2 separate regions of the Anas platyrhynchos genome follow, and region 2 is linked to region 1. A link is a contact called in public Hi-C data. All regions are on one chromosome and are shown on one strand. Each heading gives the region's core, a stretch centred on a gene start, on an enhancer-like site or on the middle of the called end of the contact. The rest is flanking DNA. Distances are from core to core; before and after follow the strand shown.

The links. A called contact is a pair of places that touch in the nucleus more often than the background predicts.
Region 2: a contact with region 1 is called in a Hi-C map of F5 follicle, with 3 times the contacts expected there. The contact joins two enhancer-like sites. A contact is called at or near these places in 2 of 8 Hi-C or Micro-C datasets (F5 follicle and small yellow follicle).

What each region holds. Positions count from the first base shown.
Region 1 is chr7:26,091,211-26,095,962 of IASCAAS_PekinDuck_T2T, reverse strand. The region is part of intron 1 of ABI2 (abl interactor 2); the gene reads right to left. Among named protein-coding and RNA genes, the nearest start is that of ABI2, 11 kb to the right of the region's middle. Within about 2 kb of position 2,807, at least 5 of the 8 cell types and tissues checked have an H3K27ac peak or open chromatin away from gene starts, as enhancers often do. A contact at or near this core is called in F5 follicle and small yellow follicle, where this site is marked.
Region 2 is chr7:26,153,751-26,158,502 of IASCAAS_PekinDuck_T2T, reverse strand. It overlaps ABI2 (abl interactor 2), which reads right to left. Exons shown (of 12, transcript XM_072041058.1): 12 at 1-4,752. Among named protein-coding and RNA genes, the nearest start is that of ABI2, 73 kb to the right of the region's middle. Within about 2 kb of position 2,847, at least 4 of the 8 cell types and tissues checked have an H3K27ac peak or open chromatin away from gene starts, as enhancers often do. A contact at or near this core is called in F5 follicle and small yellow follicle, where this site is marked.

The DNA of each region.
Region 1 (4,752 bases), core at 1,558-4,057:
CAGGGTGGCCTGGCACAGAATGCAGCTCATATATATCCAGTGCCTGCAACAAATGGTGTCGGGATCCCAAGGCATCTTAAACACTCAACCTCCAGCCCTTGCTGTAACACAGAGTGAAGAACCCACACACCCTGCAGCTGCACATTCTCCTGCTTCCTCGGGCATTCAGCAATTTGCTGGGCAATCAAGATTGTAACCACAGATAACCTTTCTGCTTATGATAAACTGCTGCTGGGTAAAGTGCTTGCTGCACAAAGCGTAGAAATTGTCCCCTATGGGGTAGTTTACATCTCATGGAAGTGCTTGCCCTAACAGCGCTATTTCGGAAACACCTCAGCCAGAGGCAGTCCGTGATTGTTGCAGAGCCTCTGTCTTTCTGTTCGAGGACATGTCTCATTCTAAATACCAAGCTTTTTTTCTAGGAATTCAAGTTTTCCCTTTAACATTATTTCAACATAGCATTGTGTGAGAAGGACAGAGCCAGTACAAGGGAAGAAACTCTCCAAGGGGGGAAGAGGTCAAGCTAAAGAGGAAAAATAATGATCTCTTTCTAACATTTCAGACTTTAAAAGAAAACAGGCAACAAATGGTCTCAAAGAGAAGCCAGCACAAAGCACAGTTCATCATCACATTCCCTTCCAAGAGTTCAAACAACAAAGCAGTCGGGAGGGGGGGGGAGGAAAGAACTGCTCTAATTTGTTTTACTTTCCTGCCAGTATTCCTTCCCAAAGATGCCAACCAAACCCAACCGTCGGACCCTTCCCATCCTGCCCTGACCCTTGTGGCATCCCCCAGGTAAGTCTGATATGACTGCTGAGGGGACAGAGCCTAAAGGGTCAGTTACAGAGCTAATGCTCCACTGCAGCACATGGGAAAAATCATCCTCAACTATTGTTGCAGGCTCACTTCAGACTCGATCAGATGTTACTGGCCTACTTACGCTCTCCTCACATTTGCAAGTTTCCTCTGCAGCTACAATGGTTAGAACCATTCTCTGAGGTTTTGGTTTCTTCCTGTTTTTAATTAAAGCTCAGATTCTTAGGTACTCACATAACTCCAGGAATTTGGCCGCTGGAGCTTTTTTAATCCTGTCCTGTTTGTAATTATGCTTTAACCACATAAACCACTTTAAAAAGTTTTTATGTCTTTCTATATTTGTAGAAGCCAACAAACAACTGTTCTGTTTCTGAAATTAGCATAACTCCCTTGCATGGGAAGGATAATAAATCACATCTGTGAAGTCATCTTCCCTGCTTACACCAGCATCTGGACAAGTAATCCCCTTTCACCAGCCTATGAAGGCAGCTCCTCTTTGCACAGCTTCTCATCACCATCAGTCTGCACCTCTGTCTTTCTCTTCTCTGTCTTCCCCCTTGGCCAACACCTGGGAACATTTCAGCCCTTTCTGAACCCATAGCTATTTTCGACAGTATGGTAAGAGCGCACATCCCAGTGATGCAGGACTGACTAACAGGAGATGGAGACTGATGGCTCCCCATCATTCACAGCAGCTTCACCCACCTCAGCTTGAAACTGGCTTGACAGAGTATTTATGAGCAGAAGGCAGCCAGGCCTCCCTGCGTTGTTTCCTCTGAGAGGGAGATTAAAGGAGTCATTTATTTCAAAAGGCAAGGACGTCTGTGAATGATATGAACAAGCTTTTAGCAGGGAAGAGTTACAGCCTTAGCTGTCCCCCTCCTGCTACAAACCAGTCAAAGTCACAACCTCTGCACCCTGATTTTCTCCCTATGAACAAAAATAAGAATGACAGCACTTGCCCAAAGCACTAAAGAACATGGCTGTAATATATGGACAGGGCCAAGCAAAAGGCTGGTATTGTTAAGTGGCTCTTTCTGTCTTATTTGAAGGTGCACACACCAAGGGCCATGACTTATGCCTGATACAGGCTTGACGCTGATCTGGTGTAAGGTGCAAGCATGAAGGGGTTGCTCTGTAAACTCAACAGTGCATGTAGCTTCCAGCTCATTTTGACCAGCTCATTCTAGATTGCAACACACACACACACACTCAAAGAGTCAAGTTGTAGGTGATGCTTACATGTATTTCAAGTAACATTTCTGAATGTGTATACAACAAAGAACTGAATGGTTACAGTTACCTATGAGTAATAGTTGAGGGAAACTTGGGGAAACAGTCTGCCAAGAGCTTGATTATGTCTTGAAAATATGAGAGGCAGGCCACAGGGGTGAGCAGCACCATCCAACCCTGCCCCATGACACCAGAAAACACCTGTTCACCATCCACCAGGTTTTCTGAAATGGATCCAGAGCTACCTAGAAAAGACTCACAAGCACTATTTGTTCTTGTCTGTGTTTTGCTTCTAATATCTATTCCGTACGAATCCTTCCTTCATGAAGATTGTTTAGAAATATCAGAGGTGAAACTCATTATGCTCTTATGAAGAAACTGTGTTTTAGATATCTGTTTTTTCTGTACCCTAGATTCTGTGCCTCTAAGTGGCATGTCCTGCAGGGTGCATGCATTCCCACAGGGCTGAGCTGTACCAGAAGAGTGAGTATTTCAGATCTGAATCATTTTGAACACAGGGGGCCAAATTCCTCCCCCGTGTAAGCTGGCAGAGCCAAAGGTAGAGGGTGACCCATTTCTGCATTCTGCTCTTCAATCTCCCACTACAGACTATGGACACGAAGTTCCTTGCTGATGGCCTTGCTGATGTCTCCGAGGGTTCACACACTGATTTGGTGGGACCTGGGCCTTTAACTGGGAATGTGGGGATGATATCAAATGCAGGAGTATGAGGCATTTTCTCTCCCCCACATAGCCAGCTCTGTCTGGTACACACAGTGCAAAACAGGGCATACCATGTGACAGACGCATTGTGAACATCAGTCACAAGTGAAATACTTAGGTTATTCCAACACTAGCCCAAACACCTGCACTCCTTGAAAAAAAAAACAACCATACAAGCCTAAGTTATGAACTGCTTCTCCTCACCCAACTGTTTTTACTCATCATCCAGGAATCCTCACTTTGTCCACATAACTTTTAGTGTTACTTAGTTTAGTATTTATTGGGTTATGTGCTTTTTAAAAAAATGTTATTCTTGAGGACATGTTAACTTCTGCTCATTTTAAGGTTTCCTGAGTTGGAGTCCTTGTTTCTCAAATCACAATGTACTGACCAAAAAGCAGATCCTCTGCCTCGCCCTTATCTCTCTGGCTGCAGACTGCCACGTCTCCTTTCCCACAGATGACCAGGAAACTGCACAAGGACAGCTGACATGTATGTGTTGGCTTAAACACATTTTACTTGAGGTCCTGAGAAAACATTCTCTCCTTCCACCACTTGTCTTGCACAGAAGTTCAGATTTAACTCCTCTTTGTAGAGAAGAATAAAAATAGAAATGTTTCTATGGGCTTGTGGTTTTACTGGTGGGTACCTGGTCACCCCACAAAATAAGCTTATCTGTCTAGCTATGAAAAACTGTTTCTCCAGCTCTTCCTTTAAAGCACTTACAAGCACCATCCTGCATCGGCATGCTTTGCAAACTACATGTACTTGCAGATCAGCGTAACGTTAGTCCTTCTAGTTAAAGCAGTGACCTGATTCTCAGGTAATACAGGGCCACTTCAAAGAACTGGCACAGATTTCTTATATGAGCTAAGTTGCCTCTCTCTTTACAGGCATTTTTTCTCCCCTTCTTTGTCTCTTTAGAACTGGACTTTCCAAGGAGCCCAATGGATTGACGCCCCCGATTTCAGATGGGGCAGGGTATTTCACCTATTTTGCAAATGCCAGTCTTAGGTAGCAAGCTTCCAGTGGGTTGGAGCTGAGCTGAGCGTGCAGCTGCAGTATACAGCAGCTTGTAACATTGGCTTTAAGACCTATCAGACTACTGGTTCCAAAGCTAGGGAATAGGATTGCTGCAGAAGACAACCCTAGCATGGAGCCAGAGGTGAATTTAGGGTTCACAGGCCACAGGTTGGTTGCCCTTCACCTAACAGTCTGCAGCTGAGCTATTACTGAGGGATAAATAAAAGCTGAGCTCTACTGCTCAAAGTCATCATACAGGTCTGTGCAGATCCCTGGCCTCACATTTTTTGTATCAGGAACACCAAAGCAATTCATCCTCTCCAAACAGCCCTGTTCCTTGTTGTATGCGCTCGCTACCCATGGAGCTCAGCTATGCGCTAGTTCCCCTCCTTCTCTCTCTGTGCTTTTCTGCAGTGTATACTTGCTAAATATAATCTGACAGCTTACTTACTCAGGTCCACAGCCTCAACACCCATGCATTGCTTCTCTGTGCCAGCAGCTCTATTTTACAAGTCAAGCCCTAGTCTCCCTCCCAGCTCATCTTGCATGAGGAATGAGACCATCCTCATGTCCTCTCCCTTTTCACACTCCACTCTTCTCTTCTGTTGGAAGGGGCTCACACAGCCATTTGCAGTAGCACACCCCTCCATTACCTAGCAGCCTCAGAGCCACACAACCAAGAATTAACTGTTGTGGTTGTTTTGTACAGGCAGCCCTCAGCTCTACTTAGTTTGTCTTCCTCCACTAGTCCTACTTTTGTCTTAATTCTAAGTCTCCCTGAAGCCATAATACATGTATAATTTCATTGCATAAGGGGGCTCTCACATCCATGCGGTATCTCACTATTTTTACAAAAGTGCCCATATTCCTCCATTGTGCATCCACTGAAATGTCCCACTGAAATCTGCTTTGTAGTTGTATTACCTGGCCTACTGTACACCAAATCTCAGGGACCCA
Region 2 (4,752 bases), core at 1,598-4,097, 62 kb before region 1:
TACAAAGCTCTTCCTCATTAGTAGATAGTGGTAGGATTTGTCTGAGGTTTTAAGAGAAATAGGAACAACTACACTGCACGTATTTCAGCAGTCACCACACAGGTATTCATCAGGATGCTGGGCCTAGGCTTACCTCTGGCCAACGGGCTGCTGACTTTACCTTTTTGTAACTCATCTTGGAATAAGCAAAGGTATTAATAAAACGGGTATGTTCAGAGTACCAAAGAAAAAAAAAACAGTTCCTGCATTCACAGGAGGGTGCACAAAACACATTGGTTCTTTTCTTTGAATGAAAGCAGCAGAACACCGTGGTCTGTGAATTATTACTTGTAACAGCAGTTGGCAAACCTTGGCCGCATCAAGCATTCAACAACCTTCCCACAGAAAGGAGACGAAGGTCCCGCTACTCTTGTACTTTCAAAAAAAATATTGAAAGGACTCTTGCTCCATCGTGACTTCAGCTACTGAAAAGAAAAATTGTTCCCCTCTTGCACTGTTCTGACCTCTGTGTAATACCATTTTAGCCACAAACTATGGCTGTGCCTAATACTGAGTGATGCCAAAGGGTGAGGAAGGTGGAAAATATATCCATAAACACAGTAAATTCTTCAACATGGGTCCCTATAAGCTATAAACCATCATCTACCTGCTCATACTGTTTTACAACACTGCCTTTTCTCAAGATTAAATATTTGCCTTAGTGACCACAACAGTTCTGCACATTTCCCACTGCCACTATTGCCAGCAAAGGCTTGTCTGACTAAGTACTCTGTATGGGTTTTGCAAAATTTACTGAAATGCTGCAGTCCTCAGTCAGTGACTACACTCAATGCTAATAAACCCAGCAGAAGCCACAGCACCAGTCCCCAACAGCCTCCTCTAGCAGCTTCAAACAAGTTGCCCTGTAAATGCCACCAGATTATTAACCAAAGAAAAGTCCTGTCCTTTCCACATGAAAATGTAAAACTTTTGCATTTGATCTATGCCTGACAGCCAGAGACATAATTAAAAGTGAGCTTATTCCTCGTGAAGAGAGGCACATCTACAGCGTTCACTGGGAACTGCTGGAAGCTGCTGAGCAGAGCACCGCAGCAACTTGCCACCCTCTGACACAGGTAGGAGACACCCCAGAAGCACAATAGGCTGCACCAGTGCATGACCCTCCACCACCAGTCAGCAACTCACAGGTACGCAGCAGGTGGGCAGCACACCCTCTGTCCAAAAAGGAGCATCAGTCCTGTCGCTGCTTCCCTTCCCAAAGGCAGCTGAAAAGCCCAAGGTAAAAGTGCTGCTTGGCAGACGCTGCATTGCTGCCATCGTACCCTTTGGTTCTTGGCTGTCACGAAGAGCGCTGAAGAACCACGCAGAGCAGGGGACCAAGCATTCTGCTCATTTGCAAACACGGCGCTGGGTCTGCTGAGACAGGCATGCTGGCATAAGCAGAAGACAGGCACATCCTCTTACTCCAGAAAGCAATGCACAGCGAGAGCCCTCAAACAGCAAAGAAAAAGTTCTCAGGAGGCATGAAAGGAGAACAACCTGTTCTAGCAAGGGCTAGCTGGTTCTCAGCCTTCCTGCCACCCCGGTAAAACACCCAGCCAGAGACCAGAGGGATGGTGGGGGAGCTGTGGTGCACACCAGCAGCAATTTCCACCCACTTCCAGGAAACCTCAACTCAAGTTCCTGTTATCTCTTACAAGACAAGGGCCATGCTCCACCTCTTGCCCTCCAGTGAGAGCAGCAGCTTGTCAATGTCCGTGTCTGCGCAGCTCTCACAGGTCAGGCTAGCAAGTCCCCCGGCACTGCCTCTGCCCTCTAGTGCCTGCTCCAGCTACTGGGCATAGAGGTGCGGTCAGGATGCAGAGGCATAAAACGGCCAGCTTGGTTTTCTTGCCACTCTCAACCAGCTGCTGCAACAGCCAGTGAGGGGAACAAAGAAAAGCAATCTGAAGGAAAAAAAAAAAAACACACACGCAAAAAACAACATGAGACACATGCAACCCCAGCCACTCAGGAACAAAGGCATGAAAATAACCTGCACCCACACTAGCTGGGGACAGTCTATGACCGCCTTTCACCCAGGCATGTGGCAGAAGGAGAGCTGTAAATAGCTTTGTCCCAAGGGGGCCAAGAGCAAGGAAGAACTCTGCTACAGCAAACCAAAGCAAAATCCACAGCTACAGATTCCCGTGCACAATGAAAACATCTGGCTGGGCTAACACAGCTCTCATGAAGGGAGAAACATTCATTTTGGCCATACAGCACTCTTTGGCCTATCCTGGAGTGTCTCCTTCCCCTACCTCTCATGCACACCTGCTGCTCTGATCAACAGCTTGTGATGCAGAACACCTCCTACTATGGCAGCAGAACTCAGTGAAGAGAAGTTGTGCATCCATGTGAAATACTGAGGGTTTTTTCCACACTTCTCCCCTACCCCCCTTTTAGGAGCATATGTAAATAAGGAGGTATGGGGTGAAGGTTTTGGAGAAGACATACAAGGGACAAAACTGGAAACACAACCCTCACTGACTTCACTAGCATGCATGTAACATTAATACACAAAGCCTGTTTACCTTGGCCTGGTCTATGACCATAACATCACATCATCCCCAAACAAGCCACAGAATTAAAATCTATACAAAATAAAAAGTATGCATAAAACTCAACACATTTATTTGCATTAGTACTGCATAATAAAGCTTAAAACCAGCAGGAGGTGACCCCAAAATTCCATCCAGAGCAGCTCTTACTGGACAAACAATACCACATGCTATCTGCAGAAACCCAACTAACCTTTGGCCCATCAAGCCAAACCAGCCTTTGAAGGAGCTTGGCACATCTTCAAGGTTTTTCAGCCTCATCTTCCGTCCTGAGCTCTGACATGCATTCAGTACTTTCCAGAGTACACACTGCTCCACTCTGGTAGCTCTCAACACAGAAAACTCACAAGATATACAACCAGCTGAATGAAAATTAAGGATATGGGTGTGTATCATACACTATGAAAGTACACACTATCACCACCCATCAGTCAGAAGTATTCAAGCGCATGCTCTTACACATACTGAGTTAAAGACATGATAGCACTAATGCATGACCTCCCAGCTGGAATATGGGTGTGCAAGGAGAGAGCATTCACTCTCCTGTACTAATGTTTTAAGCTGCCAAACTCAATACGTTTGTGCACTGTGTGCTCAGTCTTCACCAAAAACAAACCAGAAACAAAACAGAAGGCAGGAAAGCTCCAATAGTCCTGGAAAACGCAATTCTTTGGTGCATAGGGGGTGGCTGTGTAATACTGCAGTGCAATCCCCCTGATCTCTAGCCATGCAAGCACCACTGCCCTATGCAGAAGCTGTAGGCCTGCCCTGTGGCAGTGGAAAAAGACATTCCAGGTACTGGACAACCAGTGTTTCTAGGTATACTCCCACAGAAATGGGCTGAGGGAACTGACGATGGCTGCTTCTGCTACTCTTGCTGCAAGACAGAAGGAAGGTAGAAGGGTATCTGTTCTGGCTAACGTTTATTCCAAATACTAATGCTGCCAGCTTCTAGAAAGAAGACAACAGCGTCTTGGCTACGCAGCTGCAGACTAAGCATGGGAGAAAGTAACTTCCATCTTTGCACTGGTTGCTTCAGAACTGTACCTCTTGCAGGCTTCCACCAAACTAGTTCCTTTTACACACTGTTACAGGAGTTAATGCCCTCTTCTGCAAGCTCACCGCAGGTACCAATAAAACTTACCGGTATCCCCCCCACACCTCACCTGTTTGTTTCCTCTTTCTTCGCCCTTGAGCAGCTCTGGCTCCTTCACACTCGAGTTTGGATGAAACCTGCACCTCCACCCTGATACTGCACTGGCTACCAAGCAAGGGGATTGTGTCAAGTCCCCCTGCCAATATTATCACAGACTCACCCTTGGCACTGCTGTCCGCACTGCTGTTACGCACAGGCCTCAGAAGAAAGCTGCAGTGTTACCTTGCCTTTGACAAGCTACCGCTGGTACCAGCTGGAACTTGGTCAGGCGACAGTCAAAAGTTGTTCAGGAAGATGCCCTGGCCCAGGAGGCTCTCACAACGCAGGGGTCATTTGTGGGCCAACAGGACTTCAACTGGAGGTTTAATTGGTTCATTCTGTTAGTGCATCACATTCACCCAAAGACAGTGTTTAGTCCTTCCTGAGGGCAGACTAATACAGCCATCATTGTACACTGATCTGCAAAGCAGAACACTGAGCAGCATTTTAACTGAAACTTAAAAAGCAAACTATTAACCCAGGGGCCTTCACTTGGTATTACTCCACCCTAGATCCACCAGTACAGCTCTAAATATCTATTTCTTCAAAATAAGCAATGGAAAGGACTGGGAAGAGAGCTAGGACTACTACTAGTTACTGCTTGGATTTCCATGGGAAACCAGTACACACAACAGCCCTTTTTACTTCCATTGAAGAGATTTTGGCAACAGACATGAAGACGACAATTGCCGTTTGTCCTGCCTCTGCACAGGGCTCTCACAGTACATATGCAAATCTAGTCATCAAGTACAAAAAGCCAATTTACAATACCTGATTGGATTTTCAAGATTATATTGTGCATAAGACTAAAGTTGGGGGTAAGTTTCTCTAGTGCAAGCACGCGTGAGTAGATCTGAACCTTAGAGATCACAGCCCCTAGAGTTTATCCTCAGACCCCAGGAGGACCTGTAAACTTCGTTTCACCTTCACCATCAATGGCATCTGTGAGTTCCGTTT